Regions from separate parts of the Mus musculus genome. Here all the other regions are linked to region 3. Evidence: chromatin contacts called from public Hi-C and Micro-C data. All regions are on one chromosome and are shown on one strand. Each heading gives the region's core, a stretch centred on a gene start, on an enhancer-like site or on the middle of the called end of the contact. The rest is flanking DNA. Distances are from core to core; before and after follow the strand shown. Region 1 holds the start of Scrn1 (secernin 1). Region 2 holds the start of Fkbp14 (FK506 binding protein 14). Region 3 overlaps Scrn1 (secernin 1).

Region 1 (2,908 bases), core at 377-2,876, 35 kb before region 3:
ACAAGGGAAACCTGAAAATCTGGCAGAACTCAAGTTTCCTGGTCCCAGCTCTGGAGACTGACGTCAGAAGTTACCAGGGAGGCCCCAGGTCAAGCTCTTTAGGAGTTTTGAAAGTTATTAGCCACATGCATTAGGCTACACAGTTTATTGTTTGCAGTAAATAAACAAAGCACCTTTGTGTTCTAAGTCTGTGAACCAATGGTCTTTTCTGTAGAATCTATTGATGGTTCCTGCCACATTCCCTCATCCTTCTCCCACTGTCTGCTTCCTCACCTGACAAGCTACAAGCACACACTGATTTAAGAGGACATGGGAAAGTCTCCTTACCTGGTGGCCAGTCATCAGCTCTCTTCCCTTTGGAATCTCCTGTTACAGTTTCTTATGGATCTTTCCAAAAGTAGTCTAAGCATTTGCAAAAGGAAGTGTATATATTTTCACACACACACACGCGCACACACACACACACACACACACACACACACACACACTGTTCTGCACCTAACCTATCCCCACTTTAGCCTTTTACTTGGTATAAGTTGGAAGTCTTGAATTAGTACACAGACAATGATCTCATCTTTAAATCTTTAAAATATGCTGGATGGAATTCCATGGTATTTATAGGCTGAATTTCATTCAATCTTTTAGTTTTTGAGACAAGGTGTTACTATGTAGCCTTGTCAGCCTCCCTAATTGTGTGTACCACCACTGTGAGGTTTGGTTCTAGTCGTTGCTGACACAAATAATATGGCCCCCCCAGAATCCTCCTGCTCATTTCACACCCGTGTCCTTTCTTCTATAAGATGAATTCCAAAAGTCCAAAAGTGGAATCAGGTGAAAGGCTACATATGTTCTTATCTTGAGAGATATTGTCATACACACACACACACACACACACACACACACACACACACACACAAACACACACACCATAGAGACTATAAAACTTTGATTTGTGTTCATCTGATAACTGGAAAATACATGTGAATCTGCTGCTGCCCGCTGCTGCTACTCTCTTCCCAGTGGACTCTTACAGCCTTTTCTTATCGAGGTAGATCGGGTCTCAGCCCCTGAGGCGTTGTTATCAAAAGCCTTGAGGTGGGCATCACCTCTTTCCCTGTCAAAAGTTTATTAACCCTGGTGTGGAATCTTGCCTTTGTTACTTGCTGCATGACCTTGGTCCACAGAGTGTGAATATGCTGCATCGTCTGGTTTATGAGCACGATCACAATCGGTTAACATTAGGGAAGGACTTTGACACATTGAATCAACCAAATGAAGAATGCATATCTCTGCAGGGAATTCTCGCCAGGCACCAAGGCTCAGACTAGCAACCACACAGTAAAATGTTGCCAGGAGAAAGCAGGACCTGGCTCCTTAAAGCTCTGGTTCCTCCCTTCGAGAGAGTTTCAACCAAGAAATAAAAATCTAGAAAGAAAGGAACCACTTTCTGTTGAGTCCCGCCCCCTCTGCTGTTCTTGGGGGCTCCTGGTGCCCTCCCCTCCCAGGCGGGGCGGGCTCTGAGGCCTCAGCTGTCAAACACAACGAGTCCTGGGGCCCAGAGCACCGGGAGGCGGAGGGTGGGTCTGCGGTCGCGTGACCAAACCAGCTGTTAGCCGGGGGCTGGAGAGCCTGGAGTCTGGGAAACCGGAGCGCCGGCGGTCTTCTGCGCTACGGATGCAGAGGCTGTAACCTAGCCGCCGCAGCGCCCCCAACTCCGCAGTCGCAGCATCAGCACCGTTGGACCCGGCTGGAGCCGGCTGCTTGGCAGGTGAGCCTCAGGCTACGCGGGGAGCGCCGGGGCGCTGGCAGCTGCTCTTCCGCTGGGAGGTCACCACATTTCCCATTACAATTCTAACGCCTCGCGAGTGTGGACCAGGGAAGGGGAGATCGGAGGTTAGGTGGCCTCGGTCTGGCCCGACTTGAGATCAGGGACTTCGGGACGAAGCTACTGCAGCCTGGTCAGAATCTGCTCCTGCTCTCCATCCCGCATCCTTCCCGCACCTCCCTTTCAGTTTATAACCGGGTGCTGCTTTTTCTGGGCGCCGAGTTGCAAGGGCGCGGGAAGTGTCTCTGAGCTTCCCCGGGCCCCTGAGCTTCCCCTGGCGGCTCCTGCGGCTCCGTCTTGCGGCTAGCAGAGAGAGCCTGGCTCCTTCCCGAGTAATGCATCCGTGGCGCCTGACTAGGCCGCTACCCTTGGTCGCCGGGCGGAGTCCCGGTATCTGTGGTTATCCCCAAGGGCCAGTGAGCTGGCACCAGACATTGCTTCGCTCCAGGCCTCACCCCTGCACACTGGAATCCGGGTGGGGTCATGGCAGGTGTCTCGACCCTTGCTATCACTCCACCTCAGTTTACCCCTATCGTCTTGCTTTTTGTTTTTTGTCCAGGCAGAATTGCTAAATAATTGCTAATTATTTAGCGACCACAGTGAGGTCTGCAGGAGGATGAAAGGAGCGCCTGAATTTTAGAAAATCGGTTGGAATTTAGGAATAAAAATGTGATCACACCCATTTGCGTTTAAGGCAACTTACTATTTTCTGTCTCCCAAGTTGACCTGGTAGGGTTCTGTTAAATAGAGGTGTATTTCTGTGTAATTGTAGCTTGTTAAGTGCTTCTTCCTGGTTTTGTGTGTGTGTGTGTGTGTGTGTGTGTGTGTGTGTGTGTGTTTACTGTGCTTCACGCCTGCCTAAATCCTCATCACTTGCTGAGTAAACCTATGCTAATTCAAAATGGCAGCATGAAAAATCAGGCCAGGCGGAACCCTAGCAGACCACAGCCAACTGCAGCTGCCCCGGGCTTGAGCTGCTGAGAGAAACAGCAGGAGGAAAAGGCTCTGCTGTGTATAGGCAGGGAGTGTACTTGGAGCTGGTTAAAGCTGAGTGAAGTTGCAGTGCCTTGGGGAGCAAGTGGG
Region 2 (2,778 bases), core at 160-2,659, 62 kb before region 3:
AAGGTTGACAGGTTTAATAAATAATATATCACTTAGTTGGTTATTTGCCTGACTGCACACCTCAATGCCCTGTTTTTGTTGTTGTTTTGTTTGTGTTTTGTTGTTGTTTTAATCTCTTTTGGTGATTTCTAGTTTCTTCTCAGATTGCAGCAATGGACTACATCTGAAATGAGGGCAGCCGTTTAGAACTTTAAGCTGTATAATTGTTAAAACAAGTGCTCTCTCTCTCTCTCTCTCTCTCTCTCTCTCTCTCTCCGTCCTTAAGTATTATCTACTCACCACCAAGGTCACATAAGTGACGAATTATTAGCAGTCACTCATTGACAGCGATGTTTGTAGAATGAAATCAAGCCAAGTCTTAAGGTGGAGTGCCAATTCTTTTCGGCCAAGTGAACTTAAGCAGGGCACTAACTTCTAACCTAATTTTTTTTTTAAACTAGCTTCTCTCCGGGCTAGTTTTTTGCAACTTGATGCAGGCTAGAGTAATTTGGAACGAGGATCTCCGAACCATAAGATTTACCTGTAGGCAAGTCTCTACTGCTTTTTCTTAAATACTGATTGATGTGGAAGGGTCCAGTTCACTGAGAGTGGTGCCACCCTTGGTCAGGTGATCCTAGGTGCTATTAAAAAAAAAAAAAAAAAGCAGGCTGAGCAAGCCAGTAAGCAGCACTCCTCTATGGCCTCTCTACATCAGCTCTTGCTTCCTGATTACTGTTTTGAGTTCCTACCCTGCCTTCCCTGGATAATGGACTATGATATAGAAGTGTAATAGGTAAAAATCCTTTCCTCCCCAACTTGCTATTAGTCATGATGCTTTAACCCAAGAATGGAAACCCTAAGACACTGTCTAAATGGGGGGGGGGGGGGGAGTGGGTGGGTGGGAATAGCCACGTTAAGTTAGTGAGGATCTTGCACCAGAGTGTGCTTTGCGAACCTTAAAGCATCCTAGTAGGTCCTTAGAGTTTCTGTTCTAAATTAGTAACCATAGTTCTGAGCCTTTATTTGTGGCATCTTGAAGAAGGCTGCTTCTCAGTGTCTGGTCTTTCCAAAAACCCGAGTGTCACCTGGCTCCAGACTCCGCAGCTGGAATACTTCACTGAAACAACCCTTCCCCCATCTCCCACCCCCGAGGATGTTAGCCTGGATCCAGCTGCCTTCCCGAGGTGGGAGAATTTCCTAATCAGCGGGCTCTAGGACTGTTCCGAAGGGGCACATCCGAGCCCAGGGCCCAACAGCACACAGAACCACTACATTTTTTTCGGCGCCATTGGCTGGGAGGCGCCTGAGGGACAGCAGCGCCAGCCAGTGGAAGGACGCCTTTCCCTAGAAGCTGCCTTATTAGAACCAATCATGTTTGGATGGGGCTTTAACTCTTTATTGTGAGTTCGCTGTCTGTGTGAAAATTGTTAGAAAAAGTGCCACGTCTTCCTGGGAGTGTGTCTGTTGGGGGAGTCCTGAACTTGCTTGGCCTAAGCTGTCTCCGCTTTTGGCACATTTTTAACTCTATGAAGTCGGGGGCCTTTCCTCTGCTTTGGTAACATGAGGTTTTTCTTGTGGAACGCTATCTTGGCACTGTGGGTCACGGTTCTGAGCGGAGCTCTGATTCCTGAGCCAGAAGTGAAAATCGAAGTTCTCCAGAAGCCATTCATCTGCCATCGCAAGACCAAGGGAGGGGATCTGATGTTGGTCCACTACGAAGGCTATTTAGAAAAGGACGGCTCCCTGTTTCATTCCACGTAAGTAATTACGCCTTGCAGGCAGAGTGATAAAGGGCCCACCCATTCACACTAGCCTGTGAAGCTAACAGTTCCTTTACCTCTACAAACTGAAACAAAAAACTGAAATACCTGTTTCCCTTTGGAGAAAGAAAATTGTCAAACCCGTTCTATAGGTCAAGACCATGAAAGAAATTCCTGGATACATGGAGTCTTGACAAATTAATTTCATTATCATTTTATTCTATATAAAATTATATCTAGAGTATTTGAGGTTTTACAGAAATACTTAGGTTATAATTAAGCAGCCAATAGAAAAGGCTTAACAGATTTTTCTGTCTTGAACTCCATTCCATAGGTAAAATATCCGATTCCCCTTTTAATTGTGCAAAAAAAAAATGTTAAGATGTGTCATTTTTCTTCAACAGCAAAATGCACAATCATCTATTTGCCTGCTTCTAAAAGATACACAAATAACTGTTTCAAGCGACCTGTTTAACTTCTTGGCAGGTGGCATTTTGGCCAAAGCACAGGATGACAGAAAGTCATTCCTTCTAGAAAGTCAGGCTTCATCCATGGCAAAGGTGTGGTTATAGAAGTAAAAAGTAGAAGGATTTCCAGATGTTTTACACTCGCTTTTCTTTTTTATAAACAAAGATTTGGCAGATAATGTTACCAAGTGTGATGATTTCCATTCAGAAAGTATTTAACCAGCACCTCCTTAGGGCCGGTCAGAAAGTTCACCTTCTAGTCATCTGCATCCATTCATTCATTCAGCCCGGGAAGCCACACCTCTGCCTGGAGATGCAGAGAGGGAAAACACAGGAAAGGGCTCTGTTTATGGAGAGTACAGAATGTCCACTGAGAAGGGATGGCAGCCTGTGGTCCATTGTGCTGATCAGGGAGGATAAAGAAGGAGTTCGGAACACAACAGCCTTGAACGTCAGGGGTGGAAATTATCAAGGCGGAACAGGAAGGGGAGAAGATTTTGCAGATGTGGGAATGGCATGAGCTAAGTCTGAAGCTTCCGCTCAATTGAGATCCTGCCATTTGTTTTAATAAA
Region 3 (2,947 bases), core at 392-2,891:
ACCTAGGGAGTTGGCAGAAATCCTAATCCTAAAAGCTAACTTTTGAGTGTGGGCAGAGAGCACGTTTTCTTTCTGAGATTCTCCACCCTGTGAGCAGTGTAGCCTGCTCAGGATCAGTGTGCTCTTTACTCTCCGCCGTGAAAAAGCTCATGGCTGCAAAGAGACTGGAGTCTACTTACAGGGAGGACAGCAAGCGGAACAGCACCGATCCTTATAAAAAACAAACAAACCAAGAGAGTTATGTTTTAAACATTATTATTAAAAGCTTTGCAAATAAATACATAATATCACACACACAATTTAATCAGACCAAACATCTATACAACCTAATGAACTTATATATCAGACGTTATGAACCTTTGTAAGCTGAGATACTTTGATACATTTCCTCATGTTTTGGTGACCCCCAGCCATAAAGTTATTTTTTGTTGCTGCTTCATAACTGTAATGTTGCTTTTGTTATAAATTGTAATGTAAATGCCTGATATGCAGGATACCTGAAAGGGTCGTTTGAGCTCAAAAGGGATGGAGACCCACAGATTGGGAACCACTGTTATATTGTTAGGATTAAGTTTGAATGAGGATATAAAAAATTGGATCTGATTCTGCCATGAATTATTTTTCGTTTCAGTGATGGATCAGTGAGTAAAATATAAACAATACTGAAAGTATAAAATTTAACGGGAAGGGTCACAGCACCCGTGTGAATGTCAATTTTAAGTGAACAGCACAAATCTAAGGACGACTGAAAGTGACAGAGAAGAAGCAGGGAGGTCTGGGATATGATGACACAGGCGTGGTACGAAATTCCAGAGCTAGCCCCTCACAGACACTGCAGAGTGTGAATTCCAGAGCTAGCATTCTATAGACCCCTGCCTGGGGCATTTGAGATGCTCAGGGGAGATGTGCTCCAGGGGTGAGTCTACAGGACTGAAGGGTAGGGACCCAGAAGATGTATTTGGCGGATAATGATTGCTGTGAGAGTGATCAAGGTCTGCAATAATAGCAAATGCAGGAGTAGATAATGGCTGACCTGAAGCCATTTAAGTTGACACCTCCCCTGGCTCACACAGAGTCACTGCAATAGGAATGGTATGACAAATCCCGTGACCCTGGCCACTTCTTGGAGGGGCACATAGTCTGTACCTAGAGTAGACTTCTAAGTTCAGGGTCAAGTTCAGAAGTCTGGTCCCAGCTTTAAACTGGTTAAAACTAATCTTTCATATCAAGCAAGTCCTATGAGCAACTCCTGAGCCCCAGTGTTAACTGAGGAGCTGTGGATACCGTAGATCAAAACCACAGCACTGCACGTGGCAAGGTTCACAAAGCATGGCCGTCCACAGAAACACTGCCCAGGAGCCTGCTAGGAAGGCAAGTACACCCCCCAACACACACACACACACACACACACACTGTACACGGGGTTGGCCCACAGTCTACCTCAGCAAGGCAGGTGGAGCATATGGCCGAGAATACACTGCTGCACAGCTGGAGAACACCTTCCTCAGGATGTTCCTCATGGCTCTTCCAACCGTTGCTATTAGCAGCATCATTTCTTGCGCTGTCCTCGCTTGTCCTCTGTGCTTGGCTGCCAGCTTCCTGGGCAGCTCCTGGAAGAGCAGGCTATTTATATTTCACATGCGACTTCAAGTGTCTGTGAGACTGGGGCTGATTATTCAAAGAATGTAGCTGCTCTCCATCTGCACACTCTGGTCCTTTGTGCTCTCCATCCACACGTCAGCTCCAAGAAACAAAACTGAGTGACAGCCTTGGTTTATGAGGCACTGCCTTCAGGGTAAAGGTATGATTTTCATGTGCTTCTTAGAGGTGTGTAGGAATGTAAGCATTAAGCAACACTTGTTATAATTCTTTCTTAGTGGTAAAAAGCCAAGCTTTGTCTGTTCCCTTGCCTCTCCTCCTCCCTCCCTCCCTCCTTCTTCCTTCCTTCCTTCCTTCCTTCCTTCCTTCCTTCCTTCCTTCCTTCCTTCCTTCCCTTCCTATGTATCTCTGAATAATCCTCTCCCCAGATCCCCCAACACCAAGAGCCATGTAAACACACACACACACACACACACACACACACACACACACAAACACACATAGTTTTGCTTCTTAGTGACTACAGATCCAAGTACCAAGCTGCAAGCAGGAGCTAACATTAAAATAGGGGGTCTTTTTTTTGGAAGTCAAAGTGTCTCTTATACCTGGAGTCCATTAATCTAAGGTCTATCTGTTCTGATGGTTCCTGTTGGCCTCCATCATGATGAGGCCCAGGAGGCATTTGGCATCAGACAGAGTATGCAGGGAAAACCTAATAATCAGCTAGAAGTGAGACTGGGGTGGCAGCCCTAAATTGTGGCTTTCCCAACACCTGTGGTGTAAAGATGATGAGGGATTAGCAGCTAGCTCAAAATCCCCTAAGTTTCACTTCCGTTCTCCATTCTCTGAGTAGGTGGGGTGCCAGCTGGCTCTGGAGAGAGCTGCTTTCTGGTCATGCACTGCCCCTGCCCCTTACACTCTGGTTTCATCCTCTTCTTTTTCTGCAGACTCCCCCCACCCTTCATTTCATGTGTCTATGTGTGCACTGTGTGTGCATGCATGTGGAGGCCCACGGTCCAGAGTCTTCCTGTACCACTTTGCTCCCTCATTCTTTCAGGGAGGGTCTCTCAGCAAGATCCAGAGCATTCTGGTAGAGCTAGCCTTACCAGTCAGCTTGCTCTGGTTGTTCCTCTGCCTTTGAATTCCCAGGGAGCTGGAATCATAGGTGAGCACCCCGCATTACATGGTGTCTGAACTCTGGTCCTCTGAGCCATCGTCCTGCACACTGACGTTTCCTGCTTCTCGTTGAGTTTGGCGTTGGCATTAAACCTGGCCAGTCTCATTGCTTCAGAGCATCTTGTCATTCTAAACACAACCCACCAGCTGCTCCTGGTGTCAGAGATCTCAG

The links. A called contact is a pair of places that touch in the nucleus more often than the background predicts.
Region 1: a contact with region 3 is called in a Hi-C map of cerebral cortex, with 2.1 times the contacts expected there. The contact joins the promoter of Scrn1 here to the enhancer-like site in region 3. A contact is called at or near these places in 3 of 39 promoter capture datasets (hippocampal neurons, macrophages and trophoblast stem cells), 8 of 484 Hi-C or Micro-C datasets (the N1E-115 cell line, Sertoli cells, brain and 5 more), 3 of 115 datasets of contacts at active chromatin or transcription factors (embryonic stem cells and forebrain) and 2 of 9 other capture datasets (adipose tissue and pancreatic islet).
Region 2: a Micro-C map of the G1E-ER4 cell line shows a contact between it and region 3. The contact joins the promoter of Fkbp14 here to the enhancer-like site in region 3. A contact is called at or near these places in 4 of 484 Hi-C or Micro-C datasets (the G1E-ER4 cell line, Sertoli cells and olfactory sensory neurons), 1 of 115 datasets of contacts at active chromatin or transcription factors (embryonic stem cells) and 2 of 9 other capture datasets (adipose tissue and pancreatic islet).

The regions. Positions count from the first base shown.
Region 1 is chr6:54,565,100-54,568,007 of GRCm38.p6, reverse strand. Scrn1 (secernin 1) reads left to right here and starts at 1,626. Exons shown (of 8, transcript NM_027268.2): 1 at 1,626-1,768.
Region 2 is chr6:54,591,805-54,594,582 of GRCm38.p6, reverse strand. Fkbp14 (FK506 binding protein 14) reads left to right here and starts at 1,409. Exons shown (of 4, transcript NM_153573.2): 1 at 1,409-1,736. The coding sequence starts at 1,540.
Region 3 is chr6:54,529,860-54,532,806 of GRCm38.p6, reverse strand. The region is part of intron 3 of Scrn1 (secernin 1); the gene reads left to right. It overlaps Gm52863 (a long non-coding RNA gene), which reads right to left. Exons shown (of 3, transcript XR_003956308.1): 2 at 1,441-1,610; 3 at 1-210. Among named protein-coding and RNA genes, the nearest start is that of Gm52863, 19 kb to the right of the region's middle. Within about 2 kb of position 1,641, at least 51 of the 459 cell types and tissues checked have an H3K27ac peak or open chromatin away from gene starts, as enhancers often do. A contact at or near this core is called in the G1E-ER4 cell line, brain, cerebellar granule neurons and 3 more, where this site is marked.